Regions from separate parts of the Hordeum vulgare genome. Here region 2 is linked to region 1. Evidence: chromatin contacts called from public Hi-C data. All regions are on one chromosome and are shown on one strand. Each heading gives the region's core, a stretch centred on a gene start, on an enhancer-like site or on the middle of the called end of the contact. The rest is flanking DNA. Distances are from core to core; before and after follow the strand shown. Region 1 holds the start of LOC123411638 (peroxidase 1-like). Region 2 has its middle 130 kb from the start of LOC123409238.

What was found. A called contact is a pair of places that touch in the nucleus more often than the background predicts.
Region 2: a Hi-C map of seedling shows a contact between it and region 1, with 4 times the contacts expected there. The contact joins the enhancer-like site here to the promoter of LOC123411638 in region 1. A contact is called at or near these places in 3 of 6 Hi-C or Micro-C datasets (leaf and seedling).

The regions. Positions count from the first base shown.
Region 1 is chr7H:485,980,305-485,983,004 of MorexV3_pseudomolecules_assembly, forward strand. LOC123411638 (peroxidase 1-like) reads left to right here and starts at 1,328. Exons shown (of 2, transcript XM_045104601.1): 1 at 1,328-1,641. The coding sequence starts at 1,417.
Region 2 is chr7H:486,139,012-486,141,711 of MorexV3_pseudomolecules_assembly, forward strand. No RefSeq gene overlaps it. Among protein-coding and RNA genes, the nearest start is that of LOC123409238, 130 kb to the right of the region's middle. Within about 2 kb of position 1,425, at least 3 of the 3 cell types and tissues checked have open chromatin away from gene starts, as enhancers often do. A contact at or near this core is called in leaf and seedling, where this site is marked.

The sequences.
Region 1 (2,700 bases), core at 78-2,577:
CGTCGGCATCAACCGAGGTCATGCTAGGCTTTCGCCCGGAGCTCACCAAACCCATTGCCATCGCAGCCCGCCGACGTCCCTTGCAAGAATCCCTGATGCACCAGAGAGCCTGCCTCCGCCAACCACCAATCACACACGGCTAGCAAAAATCACACCGCACCTCACACCGTCGTAGCCGACCCGCTCCAGCCACGACTTGCAACGCCGCCGCGCTGCCATCCTCCACATCTCTGAGAGCGGCAAAGCAGCACCACCGCCTTCACCGGGAGCGGCAAAGCACCGACTGCCCAAGACGAGCAAGCTCGCTGAGCCTAGATCTGGCCCAACCGGGCCCAGATGCATCGTCGCGTCCAGATCCAGGACGCCGTCGGCCTCGTACTGCCGCCCCTCTGCCCGCTCGCGCCGCAGCCACTCCGCCAACTTGCGCCGCCCCACCACCCGCGCGGCGGCCGCGCACCGTCCAGCCATCCGCGCGCATTGGCTGCGTCACAACGCCTCCAGCTCGCTCCGTCCGTGCCGCGTACGCGCGCGTGCCGGCCTCGCCGTGTTCGCGTCGGCCGCACACCTTCGGTGCCACCCAAGCTGCCGCCGACCCGACGCGTCCTGCGGAGCCGCGCACCTCCACAGAGCTGGTCGTCCCGCGCCGCCCGGACGCCTTGTGAGGAGGGATGAGCCCCGCCGCCACCGACGCACGCACAGGCTTTGCCTGGCGGCGTCTCCCGACAACGGCGAGGGAGGGGAGAGGCGAGATGTGGGTTGGCGGCGGCAGAGGCTAGGGTTGCGCCCGGACCGCTCGCGGGAGCGGCATAGAAACTATGGATCTCCTCCCCTCCTTTTTTCTTTTAGGGATTGATGCCTCGGACGTCTTTTTTTTCTTTTCTTTTTGAGGGATTGATGCCTCGGATGTCCGTCGTGTCCTCACGGTGACTGTTGTTGTTTGGCTTGGTCGCCTCACGACTGGCACGGGAGGGAGAAGAGCCGTCCGGCCGGCCGGCTACTTTTCCGCGTGCATCGATCCAAATCCAACACCACGTCGAGTCGACGCAGGCACATGATCAATCAATCAGCAGGGTCCCTACAGTTCCCGACCTTGACTTTAGCAGCCATGGTGGGAACTCACGGCCACGCGTATTCAAGGAAGGCGGTCCAGCCAGCGAACACCAGCGCCATCCTACTGTTCCTCTCCTCGTCGCCGGCCGGGTCCTCTGCTCTTGCTCTGCTGCTACCGTGGCCAGCACACGTACACTGCACCTGCACCTGCATGACTTGTCAAACAAACCAACCAACGACAACCCAAGCTCTATAAAAACAACCCAGGCCAGGCGAGTTAAGCACCCATTACTGCTGTGCAGTTGACGCTCACTGTGCCGTCCTTGTGAGGGTGACAAGTACTTCAGCTAAGCTAAGCTAGCCACCATGGCGAGCAGCGGCAGCCTGGCCGGTCTGGCGGTGCTGCTCACCGCCGTGCTGTGCCTGCAGCTGCCGGTCCACAGCCGCGCCCAGCTGCGCGTCGGGTTCTACAACACCACCTGCCCCAACGCCGAGGCCATCGTCCGGCAGGCCGTCACCGCCGCCTTCGCCACCAACTCCGGCGTCGCCGCCGGCCTCATCCGCCTCCACTTCCACGACTGCTTCGTCGAGGTACGTGCGCGCGTGCGTACCTGTTGCATGTGTAGCATGCATGATCAGGAGCAGTCGCACATACTAGTTGCTTTGCTTTTTGTACTCCAAGAGCTACTACGTTTTTTCAAGACATACGCTCACAACATGCATGCATACCCATCTCTTATAAACATATGTACGTACACATTATTACTACTGGCACGTTTGAAAGATTGGACTGACATCTCTTAAGATTGAGCTAACAGATCATACCTACGTCGAAATTCAAATGAATTCAGAGAGTATGGCAGCAGTCATGTCAAATCTACGATGCTTGTTCTACCATAATTAAATAACCTAACCAATTAAGTTTTGCTTAGTTTGCAATTTCATGCTAAGAGCGTCTACAGTCCAACCCCTCAAACATATCTCAAACACCCGGACAACCCGTCCTGTCATTGACCGACCACAAAAAAAAAATCCAGCCGAAACCCTTACACCCATCTCAAACACCCGGACTGACCAGTACGTCCGGTCAGTCTGCCACGCAGGGACGAAGCCAACATGCAAGCATAAGGGGGACAAGTTTGTTCATGGAGGGGGCAAAGTTCATACGAAGTAAAAAAAAATAGCTATAACAACCATTATATAGAAAAATCAATTTGTTAGGGGGGTCTAGCCCCCCTTGTCCCCCCTAGAATCGTCCCTGCTGCCATGTAAGACGCGACCGCATCCTGGACTATTTTTTTCTCTTTCTTTATTCATTTTTTTTTTCATCAATCACGTGCACTGAGTAGGCACGTCCGCGGACGTTTGAATGAACAGATTTGCAAGTTCTGGTTGTAGATGCTCTAAGCTACCTAGCCGCATATGTTTTTCATATATACGACGCGTGTATCTTTTCTGCATTTTTGTCATGTCTAAACTTTGTTCATGAAATTAAATAGCTCATGTAATTGCCAAGGTCCTTATTCATCTTCGAACGGAGAACATGCTAACCATCTTTATTATTGGTCTCAAATGGATGAGAATAAAGAGGAGCCTTTGGACATGATAGTAACAAAATGGCCCTTTTGAAGTCAGATGCATGGTAACCAG
Region 2 (2,700 bases), core at 175-2,674, 160 kb after region 1:
ATTGTCGGTTCATCTGCGTGCATTACATATAATTATGTATGTCAAAATTAAGAAAATCAGACAAATATCTATCTAAAGTAAGAAAATCAGACAAGTATCATAAAGAAGATAAGAATAAGAGGCTCACCACGATGGTGCCGGCGACGAGATCGGCGCGGGGCGATCAACGGCGGTGAAAACGGGGACGGGGCGTGACGGACCCCTAAATCTAGACAAATCTCAAAAAAAAATGGGGCTCCTAGGTCGAGCTTCGAGAGGAGAAAGCTTAACTAGTATGGCTCGGGCATTTCATCGAACACCTCATGTGCATAGGAGGTGAACTAGAAATCTCGCCGGATTGAAAAAACAGAGCACTATGGAGTGCTCTGCCGCGGCGGTGGGTATATATAGGCAAGTTATTTGTCCCGGTTCGTGACATGAACCGGGACTAAAGCCACCCCTTCTGTCCCGGTTCATGCCACGAACCGGGACCAATGGTTGTGGGCCAGCAGCGAGGACCATTGATCCCGGTTCGTGGCTCGAACCAGGACAAATGGTTCTACACGAACCGGGACCAATGCCCACGAGGCCTCAGCCGGCCCCCTGAGCTCACGAACCGGGTCTAATACCCCCCATTGGTCCCGGTTCTTGAAGAACCGGGACCAATGGGCTGGCCAGGGCCGAACGATAGCCCTGTTTTCTACTAGTGAGAGCACCTTTATAGTCACCTAGTTATGTTGCGGCGTTTGATACACACAAGACATTCTTCCGGTGTCCAGGAGTTGCATGATCTCATGGTCATAGAAACAAATACTTGACATGCAGAAAACAGTAGAAGTAAACTCACACGATCATATGCTACGTTTATGGTTTGGGTCTTGTCCATCACATCATTCTCCTAATGATTAGGTCCCGTTATCAAATAACAAACCATGTATATGGTCAGGAAACCTTGATCATCTTTGATCAACGAGCTAGTCCATTAAAGACTTATTAGGGATAGTGTGTTATCTATGTATCCACACATGTATTTTTTTTCCAATCAATACAATTTTAGCATGGATAATAAACGATTATTTTGAACAAGAAAATAGAATAATAACTATTTTATTATTGTCTTTAGGGCATATTTCTAACAAAAACGGCCAATGTGCCATCGAGTGGCGGGCTAGGGAATGAAGAAAGTGTGGGTTGTCCGCGTCCGCTTTATGCCTGTGCCATCTCAAATCAGGCTTAAAATTGAGCCGGAAGTGGGTCGACAGGCGGACGAAAAGCGACCGCGTGTCCGTTTGAATCAACGCGTTGGACCGTTTTTTCTGTCCATACAGACCGAAACGAACGGCGACGGACGAAATGGATCGCCGTGTTGAAATTGCTTTTAGCACTTTGTTTAAGTATCCATGTTTTGAAAGAGGTCTATGCATGGGCTAGATCTGGTTAGAGCATGGATGCCCCGACACATCACCGGCACTATGCGCCTGCGTCGGCAGTGCTCCATTATTGGCTATTGCCAACTTGCTCGTTATCATACAGATCTAGAAATAAGTACGTAAATACTAACTCGTCTGCAGTCATTCAAAATTGCCATAAATGGTTCGGCCGGGCTCTGAACGGCATCTGCTACTATTCCATAGTGATCCGAATATAAATATCCCATCCCCTGTGGTCGAACTGACGCGGGATTGATACTGAAGGGAAAGTACGGTGGCCAAAGTAATCACGGCGGCTAGCCTTGATAGATATCACGTGTCTAGGTAGGTTTCATATCGATCCTCTCTTCAGCTAAAGCTAGACTGCTCAAATATTCCAAGCAGGGTTCGTCGATCGATTTGTCAAAAAGTAGGAGCGGATCTCCGGATCTGTTCGGGAAATTGTGGAGAATATGACTAGATGAGCGCAGGACGCACGCAACGACGCAGCACCAGTTTAGCTGACATCGATCCAACCCAACAATTTTTCTCATGATTGGATTGGTGGCTTGAATAGTCAGCTCCATGCGTTAACATGTCGCCGTTAACTCTTACACATCCGTGTGACTATATCTCTATCTCTATTTTTTCTATTTTTTCTCTCCCTAATATATATTACTTCTTCCGTCTTAAAATAAGTGATTCAAAATTGACTCCATTTTGCATTAACTTTAGTACAAAGTTAAGTCATTTTTAAATCATTTATTTTGAAACGGAGGGAGTATTATATAATATATATCTTTCCCTATCTTTCTCTAATAATAAAGTAGCTATTGCTTCTGCCGTACGTCGTTGGTGTTTTTGCAAAAAGCTTCATGTGGTTTTCGATAATTGAACCCGCGGTCCCTACGTAAGTGGATCTGAAGAAACGTTTAGTAAAAAGAAAAACGCTTCGCGATGCCCCGACCCGCACCCGAGCCAGAGCGAACCCTACCATGAGCATTTCCCTCGCCGCCGCCGCCGCCACACCTCATCCCGCTCGCCGCCGCCGCCGCACCTCACCCCGCTCGCCAAGCTGACCTCACGAGTCTTCGCTCGCCGCGTCGCCCTCGGCCTCCTCGACGCTGGACGAAGCTGACCCGCCTTTGCCTCCTCTTTGACACAGGTGCTTGAGAAATGGCAACTATTGCTGCTGCAATCAGAGCTTAGGGACGTCGTGGTGTTGTAGGGGCGGCCCTGCTCGGCGTGGGAGGGAGGCGCCCCGACTGCAAGTGGAAGTGGAGCTTGCCTTGGCGCTGCAGCATCTGCGGGA